Regions from separate parts of the Mus musculus genome. Here region 2 is linked to region 1. Evidence: chromatin contacts called from public HiChIP or PLAC-seq data. All regions are on one chromosome and are shown on one strand. Each heading gives the region's core, a stretch centred on a gene start, on an enhancer-like site or on the middle of the called end of the contact. The rest is flanking DNA. Distances are from core to core; before and after follow the strand shown. Region 1 overlaps Adipor1 (adiponectin receptor 1). Region 2 holds the start of Rabif (RAB interacting factor).

The links. HiChIP or PLAC-seq counts read pairs in DNA pulled down with a chosen protein or histone mark.
Region 2: an H3K27ac HiChIP or PLAC-seq map of embryonic stem cells shows a contact between it and region 1, with 17 read pairs. The contact joins the promoter of Rabif here to the enhancer-like site in region 1. A contact is called at or near these places in 17 of 39 promoter capture datasets (the 3T3-L1 cell line, 3T3-L1-derived adipocytes, the C10 cell line and 12 more), 3 of 484 Hi-C or Micro-C datasets (embryonic stem cells, peritoneal macrophages and trophoblast stem cells), 6 of 115 datasets of contacts at active chromatin or transcription factors (the 230-238 cell line, the HPC-7 cell line, bone marrow-derived dendritic cells and 1 more) and 3 of 9 other capture datasets (adipose tissue, liver and pancreatic islet).

Annotation. Positions count from the first base shown.
Region 1 is chr1:134,430,136-134,436,098 of GRCm38.p6, reverse strand. Adipor1 (adiponectin receptor 1) reads right to left here. Exons shown (of 8, transcript NM_028320.4): 7 at 4,849-5,042; 8 at 2,748-4,569. The coding sequence ends at 4,441. Among named protein-coding and RNA genes, the nearest start is that of Adipor1, 18 kb to the right of the region's middle. Within about 2 kb of position 2,983, at least 16 of the 459 cell types and tissues checked have an H3K27ac peak or open chromatin away from gene starts, as enhancers often do. A contact at or near this core is called in embryonic stem cells, where this site is marked.
Region 2 is chr1:134,492,332-134,498,294 of GRCm38.p6, reverse strand. Rabif (RAB interacting factor) reads right to left here and starts at 3,656. Exons shown (of 2, transcript NM_145510.2): 1 at 3,486-3,656. The coding sequence starts at 3,611.

The DNA of each region.
Region 1 (5,963 bases), core at 1,734-4,233:
GTTCCAGTACCAGGGAGTCGAGGCAGGTGGATCTATGTGAGTCTGAGGCCAGCCTGGTCTATAAATCAAGTCCAGAACATTGAAACCTGACTCAAAAAAATGAAAACAACAACAACAACAAAACAACCCAAAAAACTGACAAACAAAACAAAATGTTGAAAGACAGGATATATTGATAAAGTGTTAATTGAAAAAGAAAGACAATTTGTAAGGAGTCGTAGCACATACCTTTGATCCCAGCACTTGAGAGGCAGAAGATGAATCCCCATGAATTTGAGGCCAGTCTGATCTACATAGCAAATTTCAGGCCAGCCAGGGCTGCAGAGTTAGACCCTGTCTCAAAAACAAAACAGAAACAAAACACCCACAGAACCAAAACCCAACAAAGAAAGTCTAAAAAGTGGGACTTGGAGCTGGAGAGAGTTCAGTGGGTCAGAACACTTCCTGTTCTTTCACAGGACCTAACTTCCTGGCACCCCACCCGCTGGTTCTCAACCATCTGTAACTCCAGTTTCGGGGAATCTGACTCCCTCTTCTGGCTTCCCTAGGTACTACACGTACATGGCAGATACGTGTGCACTCACTCATATACATAAAGTAAAAGTAAAAAAAAAAAAAACAAACAAACAAACCCAAGTTATAACCTGTGGTGGCTATTCCTGGTTGTCAACTTGACTCTATCTGGAATGAACTGTAGTCCAGAAGTGGAGGGCTCACCTGTGACCCAGATCTTGAGGCTGGAAGATACAAGTTTCTGACCTGGATCTTGACATGGAGATCTTGAGGCACAATGGCCATGAAAAGCTTAGTAAGTAATTCCAGGAGACTGAGGCAAGCAGACCTCTGAGTTCAAGGTCAGCCTGGGACAAAGCAAGTCTCAGATTCCAGGGGTGGTGGTAAACACCTTTAATCTGGGCTACACCTTCTGTTGGAGGCCTACATAAGGGTATTGGGAGAAGGAAGACTCACTCTATACCTGCTTGCACCTACTAGCCAGCACATCTGTGGGAACCTACTTCTACAGAAGAGCAGCTCAAACAACTAACCCGAGGGACTGAGCAACTACTAGATTCTTGGACTTCCCATCCACAGCTGCCCATTGTTGGGTTAGTTGGACTAGAGAGTGTAAGCCATTACAATAAATTCCCTCAATCTCTCAATATAGAGACCTTCCATAAGTTCTGTGACTCTAACCAACCCTGACAAACACATGATCTGAAAGACTTTAAAGGCCCATGTTTTCTGATGAAATGAATCCTCAGGGGTCCCATAGTACAGTTAACAAGAATTGAAAACAAAAATACTAAACAATACCTGTGTTATGGGAAGTAGATGAAAGAGTAGATTGGAGCCTCCTTTTCTTCTCTGACAATAGAATGTTATGTTCACAAAATCTATAGAATCCTGACTTCTCACAACTCTGGTTTCCTATTTGTATCTCTGTCGCTACTATTTAGTACATGGAGAAAGGATAATTTTGTTGGGTAAAATTTAGAACTACAATTCTAATTTCTTCTGTAATGACTGGAAATTTGCTTCCCCCAACTAGTATCTGATCATAGTAAAATAAGCAAATGAAATCACTTGTCATAATTATCTGTACACGAAAGGCTGTTCCCTAAGATGAGAACTGGCTACTCCCCATGAGGTTGTGGTTATAGAATCCAACTGACCAGAAGACTAAAATATTAAGCCGGGCATGGTGGTGCATGCCTGTAATCCCAGCACTTGGATCTCTGCGAGTTCAAGGCCAACCTGGTCTACAAAGTGAGTCCAGGAGAGTCAGGAGTACACAGAGAAACCCTGTCCTGAAAATAATGATAATTTCAAATATTACAAATAGCAAATAAATGTATTTCATAGACTATAAATGACAGATGAAGAGGAGACTTACACCTGGGATAGGGTGTGATTTTTAGAGGGTGTGGTGAATGCCTGTAATCCCAGGATTAAGGAGGTAGAGGCAGGAGAACCAAGAGTTCAAGACCATCCCTGGTTCACATCCAGTGTGAGGCCTGACTCTAACTATGCTATGCACTTGGAGGGAAACGGTTTCTTCTTTTCTGTCTTCTTCACTTGAGACCAGATCACAGTGTTGGCCCTGGTGGAGCGGAGGTGAGACGCATGCACCGCCACACCCTCCTTTGCCCCTTTGCTTTTAATTTCTATTCCCTGGGTTATCACTTGAGACTAAGAAACATTTTGTTTCTTGGCCTAGGTGAACTGTTTCTGTTTTTGTTTTGGAGACAGGGTCCGTGTAATCTTAGCTGTCCTAGAACTCACAGACTTTTCTGCTTCTGGCTCGGCTGCTATTAAAGGCGTGTATCACCATGCTGGGCTAAATTGTTTCTTCAAAGGATCACTTGTCCTCAGTTGAAACTTTGTACATAGTGTTATACAGTTACACTGTGTGATTCCTGGCTCCCCCCCTCCCCCCCCTTATGTGCTGAGTCACTACCAGCTTACACTACCCAATGAATTGAACCTCTTAATCAGGTTCAGTATAATTCACAAAGGCACGAAATAGTAAGTTACTCTTTGGTGAGACAATCACAGTAAACAAGGTGGGCTTCTGCAGGTAGGTGGGTGGGTGTATATGAAGGAGTACAGACATTCAGGCCAATACCCTCAAGTGTTGAGGCCGGCCAGTGGCCCACATGTCTGGGTTCTAGCCTGGAAGGCATCTTGGAATCTGGAAGAGAAGAGGGAACTAGGCGGCGCGGGAAAGAATGGAACCAAGACATCAGTTTGATCAAGGTTCAATTTTACTATTCAGAGACACTGGGTTATGAAGAAGGGGGAGGGGCCCATTCCAGCCAAATCATCCTTGGAGTCCAGTTTCAGGTGACCTCAAGTCGGCTCCGGAACCGCTAGAAGGCAGGCAGTAGCAGTGGGAGTGGCAGACCGATAGGGTGGCAGGCTCCACCCCTGATGCTCTCCTAGCACTAACAGTCAAACCTGATCAGCCAGATTTCAGGCCGAGGAGGGGAGGTTACACTCAAGAATTGTTCTGGAAGCACTGTCCGATTCCCTGAAACTAGTCAACTATGCAGGTTTGCTGCGTAGGGAGCAGTGATCTACCTGCCTGAGCCCTCAGCTCTGAGAGCACAATCACATGCCGCCTTCCCTGGTTTCTCTCCAGCGAGCAGTAACTGAATGATTCTCTAGCACCAACAAGGTAGTGTTACTAAAACTAAGTTCTAGGGTATGCCTCAACACTGGAGACTCTCATAGTCTATACTAGGCAGTGGTGCCACATGCCTTTAATCCCAACACTTGGGAGGTGGATGCAGGGGGATCTCTGAGAGTTTGAGGCCAGCCTGGTCTACAGGGTCAGTTCTAAGACAGCCAATGCTACACAGAGACCATGTCTCGAAAAACCAAAAATACTATGGTAACACAGTGATTTTCCTTTCTGAGACAGTCTCATGTATATACCAATCTCCTTGGTATTGGTGTTATAGGCATGACCTACCATTCCTGGTTTATCTGATAATGGTGACGAAACCCAGGGCTTTGTGGGTGCTAGGCACACACTCTACCATCTGAGGGACACTAATCAGGAGTCTGTATGGTACTAAGTTGTATTAGAGATGAGAGGTTAGGAACTGAGTTATGCTCATTCGCTGACCACACCCGTCTCACTGCTGGTATGATTCCGATTTGTATCTCAGTAGAAGCTGAGTCCTCAGAAACCTCGAGCCTCAGGAGTTGTGTGCAAACAGTGGAGACAACACAGTTAACTCTTTGAATGCCAAGCGTTGTCTATACTTTCTTTTATTATCACCATAGTCTTTGCATCAAGATACATAGCAGTGATAGCAGGTTTCTTTTTAAAGCTTAGTATTAAATATTAAATATCTTCCCCATTTTAATTTTACATTACTCTGCCAAGAAAAAAAAAAAAAAGGATTTAAACTCAAGTTATTTGAAGCCTGGACGTACTTCCATGATTAGCCGGGCTACATCAAGGCGTGGCTTTGTTTGTCCTAGAAAGATGGGACCAGGTTATAATTGTTTCTGAAAAGTGTGCTACAAAAATGGATGGCCCGTTATCAGCCAGGTTACAAAGTAAGGACGGGGGTAAGGGGGGGATATTTTCTTCAAGAAAAAACAAAACATAATTTCTGAAGAATCCCAGTTCATAATTTTTTTTTTCCCAAAATGGCTGGAGGAATGGGTAAAATCTCAACATGAGCTCCCACGTCCTATCTGTGAAGGAGCAGCAGTTGCCTTGCCGAGGTGACTGCCGGGAATGCACATGGGAAGTGTACTGCCCGGACGGAGGCTGGGACAGTGAGCTGACATGTCACTGGTACTGACTTCTCTAAGAGATTTCTTCTAGAAACAGACAACTCAGACTCTTCCTCATACTTCAGCAAAGAAGTTATTTTTAAAAGCACTTGGGAAGTCCCTCCTCCACCCCTCAGGTGGGGAGGCTCAGAGAAGGGAGTCGTCGGTACAGCCACCTTCTAGGCCATAACGGAATTCCTGAAGGTTGGACACACCATAGAAGTGGACGAAAGCTGCTGCCACCACCAGGACGTGGAAAATCTGATGAGACTGGAACTGTGGGAACAAACAGAGACCCACCTTTAGGACAGAGGAGTTGGAGGAAACATTTGCCTCTTCTGCTTTCTCCATAAAAACTGTTTACGTCATAAAAATGATACTTGTTCTAGAGCATTATAAGAAACTCTGACACCAGGGCTGATCTTGCCCATCCTCTTCCTTCAGACACAATGTACACTTAAATACTTCATGACCCAACTCTCTCACCACCTACTCAGAGCTCTGACCCGGGCCAGTCACTCACCATCACAGGCCCCGCTAAGAGTCATTTCTTACCCAGATGTCAAATTTTCCAGGGAAGAAGCGCTCAGGAATCCGAGCAGCATACAGGCCGGCGCCGGTGATGTACATCACAGCCATGAGGAAGAACCAGCCCATCTGGCCCACCGTGGTGGCCTTGACAAAGCCCTCAGCGATAGTAAAGTGCATGGTGGGTACAACACCACTCAAGCCAAGTCCCAGGAACACTCCTGAACAGAGCAGACACGACCGTCAACAGGAAGCAGCTACAGGAAAGCACTGCTGTGGATCTGGAACTGATGTACTTACGAAAAGCAACTGCTTTCTCATGAACTATACATGTTTAAAAGTATTTAGGACCTCTTTTGACCTCCCTGGGTACCTGAACATATATGACAGACACAGATTCACACATATACAGATAAAATAAATGAAACAGGGAGCTAGCATAGTGGTGTACTCCTCTAATCCCAGAACTCAGGCGGCAGAGGAAGGTGGATCTCACTTAGTTCCAGGCCAGCCTGGTCTACATACTGAGTTCTGGGTCAGCCAGTACTAAGACTCTTTCTTGAAACATAACAAAATTTGAAAAAAAAACAGACAACAAGCACACCAAAAATAAATAAATAAATAAATAAATAAATAAATAAATATCTTTTTTTTTTAAATGTGTTAAAAATCATCTGATGGCCAACTTGGTATAGACCCAAGCCAAGACCTAGTGTGGCTCCAAAGCCAGAAGAGTAGATTCCCATTAAGATCATAGAAAGAGATGAAGAGACAGCTTGGTGCTGTGGTGTTTGCCGCTCTTCCAGAGACTTCCCAGCACCCAGGCTGGGCAACTCACACCTGCCTGGAACTCCAGCTCCAGAAGATCTCACAATAAGACACATAAATAATTCATTTTTTAAAAAGATCATTAAAAAACCTGCACAGAATCAAGCCAGTCAAAATTCCAGCATGGACTGGGGGAGAGGTTCACAAGGTTCCATCTCCGAGGAGCTACTGACAGCTGACGGACACTGGCAAAGTGAGTCGTCTTTCTCTGAGGGGTGTGGCCACTGGGAGGCTGACCTGCTTCAGTGATGGCTCCACACCCTGTGTACATGGGCAGCACGAGGTTGGAAGGGGTCAGGCAGGGAAGGCAGATG
Region 2 (5,963 bases), core at 2,407-4,906, 62 kb before region 1:
AAAAACAACCCAGATTGTCTGCTGCAAACAGGAGTAAAGGTGCCAATCAAACTGAACCAGGGATGTGGCTCAATTGGCAAAGTTCTTGTCAAGCAGGCATAAAGTCTATCATAAGTGCAATACCCAGGAGAACATACTGGGGCAGTGGTCCATGCCTGTAAGCCAGAAGGATTGTTAAGTTCAAGACCGTCCTTGGTCGCACAGAGAACTCAAGGCTGGCGTGGCTTTATAAGACTCTGACTTTAGAAAGGGGGGAGGGGAGGGTAAAACCACAAAATTCTGATCCAGTATATCAATAATAATCCGTTATTCACCCCAGACTAATAGCTTTTATGAAGACCAAATTATTTCCTAAGTTCTCACTATGCACACAGCCTGGGTATAGAAGATACACACGTGGATAGGACACAGGCCCTCAGAGTCTAGTGGTGTAAGTAGCAAAAGGTACCAAGAGGTCAACTGAGGTAGCAGAGGTGCCAGATATTTGCAATGTAGGGTCTAGGGTTTCTGGAACTTTGACTTTCTGAAAAATTGGGCCAAAGAATTCTTAGCTCTGAGGGGTAGCCTCACATGACACAAGACAGCAGCCTACTGAAGTCAGTAATACCCCTTCCCAATTCTTACCATGGAAAATATCTGTGTTTGTCTCTAGACTTTTCCCTTTGGGGAAAAACTTACTCCCAGGTGGAAAACATACTGCCTTAGACTATGAAATGCACGGCAGAGTTATCACCAGGTCCTGCATCATGTCGATGCTGGGATGGTTTTCAGAGCTTTGCCATGCAGACTACACTAGACTACCTTACAGGTGAAAATGCTATGGGCCACCTCTAAGGAGACCTCTTCATGCCCTGTCTCTCTCCAGGTTCTCTTAAATGGTGAAAGGACTGCTTTTTTTTTTTTTTTTTTTAAAGTTTGGTTTTTTTTGAGACAGGGTTTCTCTGTGTAGCCCTGGCTGTCCTGGAACTCACTCTGTAGACCAGGCCGGCCTCAAACTCAGAAATCCGCCTGCCTCTGCCTCCCAACTGCTGGGATCAAAGGCGTGCACCTCCACCGCCTGGCAAGAACTGCTTTTATAATCTTAAAGATTTATTTATTTTTACTTTATGAGCGCTTTGCCTGCATGTGTGTATCATACCCATGTCTGGTGCCTGCAGAGGGTGGAAAAAGATGCTGGATCCCCTAGATCCAACTAACTGGAGCAACAAAGAACTGTGAGACACCTGACATGTGCTTCAAGAACTCTTAACCAGTGAGCCAACTCTCTAGGCCTGGAAGGGCATCTTCGCATCTTCTCTTTGTTTTTAATTTTTTCCTATATTGAGGTCAGCCTACAGAGAGAACCAGACTGCTCAGACACTTTCCTCCTGCCTCCTGGAAGGTCATCCCTAAGAGGGCGGAGTGTCAGCTTGCCTAGACTGGCCTCACAGTAATTTCTCAACAGTCCAGGGAACGACTAAAGAGCCATGTTGACACTTCATAGGGATTCAGTTTTAAAAATGTGTGTTCCAAATGGTTTGTTCTCTGTAAAGGTACTCTGTTGAGAAACAAAATATGATTTGTAATATACAGTTTAATTTGCTTACAGGTTCCCTCCTATGAAACATCTATTTAAAACACATGACACAAAAACTGTAACTATAAACTATCTTTTTTTTTCTTTCTTTCTTCTTTTTGGTCTTTTGAGATAAGTTTGTCTCTGTGTAATAGTCTTGGCTGACCTGGAACTTACTATGTCGACCAGGATGGCCTCTAACTCACTGAGCTCGCCTACCCCACAGAGTGCTGGGATTAAAGGTGTGCACCATCACACCTGACTACTACAAAATTTCTTTTAAGAAATGTCTTGACTTTTTAAAAAAGAGTTACTCAGTTCACAGACAGGGTCTCATTATGTACCCCTTTTAGCTTTGATCTCACTGGGTAGCCAGCCCTAAGTGCTAAGATAGGCGCAGGCCACCACATGCCATTCGGGAACATTTAAGTTTCTGTCAATTTACACAAGCAGGCAAGCTGCCATTCGAGAACAAGAACTGTCCCATATAGGAGGCACTGTGCTCACAGTGCCAAATCTCCCTATTCATCAACTTGGTCAGAAGGAGCAAGCGCAAGGTCATGGAGGTTCAACAGCTCTTCCGGTGTTAATAAGTGCGCAGGTCAGGATCCAGTTCCCTGGCTCAGCTCCATCCCTCCGCAAGGCCACTAACTTTACAAAATAAGTGGAGAACTCTACTACCTGTCCGAGTAGTTCTTATTAAAACGGACTTCCACCCACTCCACAGACAAGGCCATCAGAACACGCTCTTGCAGCAGACACTGCTGTATGTGACTCTCCACCACTTGAAAGAACAGTGGCTTCTTACAAACCATTTATAATGAGGGTCTGAAAGCAATTTAGTTTGTACTATCCAATAGGATCGCATGTTACACTTAAAAAAAAGGGCTCAGAAACTTTTTTTTTCTTTCAGTTTTCTCATTGGGGTGATGGTGGTTTAAGACACTTATTTTAAAACCCTACCATACGCGGCTCATACCTTTAATCCCTAGCAGTGGGGAGTCCAGGTGGACCTCTTAAGTTAGAGGCCAGCTGGGTCTACAGAGCAAGTTCCAAGCCAGCCAAGGCTACATAGGGAGACCCTGTCAAACAAACAAACAACTTAAACACACATACACACACACACACACACACACACACACACACACACACACACACACACACGGGGGTGGGGGACCCTTAGGATTCAGATTCCAGATTACCTCTTATCATCAGGAGTGTGCTTTCTCTTTCACTTTAATTAAAATTTAACTTTATAAACCTTTCACACACACACACACACACACACACACACAAAATCCTACATGAAAAAGTCCTAACTGCAAGAAAAGAATGGTTAACCTTCGAAATCTATTCGAAATGCCTCGTCCTGGGAATTGTATCTCGGGGGACTTAGAAAAGTTGGGTACTAGCAGTCACTCGGTGTGAATTCTCTCCACCAAACTTGATCCTGGAGCTCCTCTGGGGAGAAGCAAATGAGACAAGTAGGGACTGAAAGATGGATAAAAGCTATGGTGGGAAGGAAATCCAGTGATTCTTAGGTGCCCTGGGGCGACACCGAGTGGTGGCTGGAGATACACCTGCGGGGTACAGCAGGTTAGCCAGAGCTCCAGGAAACAGGGGGCTAGGGTTCGTCCCTTAGCTCGCGCAGGATACCCAAAGCCTGGGGGCGGGTGGGCCGCCTAGGACAGGCACACCCTCTGAGGGAGTACTCTGCGAGAGAGAACAGTTTAGGGGACCAGGCAACTGTGCCTCGACACGAGGGTCCCAGTCCCCAACCAAGCCAGTGGGCGGGGCCTCACGACGCGGGGAGGGGCAAAGACGCGCAAGGAAGGGCGCGGTCTCCGGAAACCTGGGAACCAGGAGCAACCCGGAGCCGCTGGGTCGCTCAGGACAGCGCGACTCTAAGCAGCATCAAGCACTTTCCTACCTGCCGGCGAGAGAAAAGAGCAGTCCCTGGCTGCAGCACCCGAGAGCCACAACGCTGGCACAGCACCGCCTTCCGGTTCCGGCCCTCGGCTGACACGAGCTCGTTCTGCAGCTCGCAGGGTTCCATCGCCGTGCCGCCACACCATCAGCCACAACGGCGCACGCGCGATCTGAGCTGGCTCACCCGGAACTACGCTGGCGCAGGTCCCTGGGGGCGCCCCGCCCGTGCCTCTCGCTGTACCTCTGCGCAGGCGTCTGAACTCTATTGCGCAGGCGCCTTTCTCTATTGCCGGACGGAAGTGTCAGGAGTTACTTGTGACAATCCTTTTTCACTATACCTGGTCTCCCAGGCGCCCTTAATATTGGCCTAAGCAAATCACTATGGCTAGCCTTACCACTAACTCTTGGGATATTTCCCTTGCCTCATGAGTAGATGGCGATAATTCGGGTCAGGTCACACCTCAGCAAGATTTAGATACAAAACAATTGCTTTCTATGTAAGAAGTATGTATAATGCTTAGTACATTTAGTGTTGCGAAAAGTGTGATAATATTAAGCCTAGACTAATAGTGGCCATTTATTAGGTAGCAAAGCGTTGCTTATAGTAATTTTGAAAACGTCATTTCCTTAGAGGGTATGCCCTCGGGCATAATACAGGAAGAAGGCTAAGGTTTGCAATGTGTATAGGACATCAGAACGAGGGAATTAAGCCACCTTACTGTTCTAGAATGCAGTCTTGCTCCCCTGTTAGTCCCACATTACATGATGATGGACATTGTGTATGTGAGAATAGTAACCTGAGAAGGTCATAGACTCAAATATAATAGAACAATTTCAGAAATGGATTAGGAAACAGCTGTCTAGGATGTTGGGTCTTTTATCTCTGTATTTGTTTTTCAAGGCAGGGTTGCTCTGTGTAGCCCTGGTTGTTCTCAGACAGATCTGGCCACCTTAGCTGGGATTAAAGGCATGCACAACCACTGCACACCCACTTATTTATTTAAAGATATTTTTTATAAGTGTTTGGCTTACATGTAAGTGCATTGTGTTTGCGCCTGTGGAGACCAGAAGAGGGCACAAGATGTCTGGAACTGGAGTTACTGACTGTTGTAACCTTCCACATGGGTGCCAGGAACCCAGCCCAGATCCTCTGAAAGAACAGTCATCAGCTGGCACTCAACCATGACTCATCTCTCCAGGCCCCGTAGGTATCATTTTAATTAACCATTTGGTTGTCAGGAATGAAAGATTTTAGACACAGGGTACACTAGAAAAGGATCAAATTTAAAGCTGGGCAATGGTGGCACAGCCTTTAATCCCAGCACTTGGGAGGCAGAGGCAGGCAAATTTCTGAGTTCGAGGCCAGCCTGGTCTACAGAGTTAGTTCCAGGACAGCCAGGGCTACACAGAGAAACCCTGTCTTGAAAAAAACAAAAACAAAAACCAAACAAACAAAAAAAGGGATCAAACTTAAGAATGGTTTGTAAACCAGCGACTAAAGCATATTTCTGCGTAGAGAGAGACTGTACTAATGAGATCGGAATGGTAGAATATGCCCCCTCAACACCACGGATCTGATGCATGTTAAGGAAACTGAACTTTACAGTACAAGATATGGAAATCTATGGAGCTTGGGGACAGAAACACATCAATATTTGCCAATAATTGGCTCTATATTAAGCACTGTGGTAACCACATCTGAATTTCAGAAAGAGCTGCTGATAAAGTAGACAGTGGTGGAAAAGTGTAAAGGTTAGGACATCAGTTACTTTACGTCATAAGGGAATGGATTTAACTATGACAGAACTGTGTAGAACTCAGATGATGATCATACAAATAAAGTTTCCCAGGGCTAGGAAACTGATTGATCTTGAGTTCTGTGAACAGCTTGCTTTACAAGCATGAGAACAATTCAGTCATGGTGGCACTAGCGTGTAATCCTAGTGATGGGCAGAGACAAAATTTAGAAATTTTGGGGACTCAATGGCATACGCAAGCCTGGCAACTGCAGTCAGATCCCTGGAACCTGCATAAAAGTCTGAGAGTTGACTCTACTGAATTGTCCTGACTACACACACACAGCTACCCTCATACTAAATTAAAACAAGGAAAAAACGAGGTGGATAGTATCTGAGGAACAATACTTGAGGCTATCCTCTGCCTCTACCACACAAAGGGGATGCTTAAGGACAGCTCAGTAGTTAAGAGCAGACACTGCCCTTCCAAAGGCCTCCATAGGCCCTACAACTGGGTGTACAGGTTACATAGACATACACATTCATGCTGTTGCTTGTATTTTGATGCTAATTCCACTCTTCCGGGAAGCACTTGCTCGATGCAAATGAGGAATGAGTCATGTACTCAGGTGACTTCTTGTGAACCATCACCTAACGAATAAAGGAGCCAATCACTGGGCGAGTAAGTGGGACTTCCGTGTTGGACAGAGGAAGAGAGGAAGCAGGAGAGAGTTAGGCTTTTT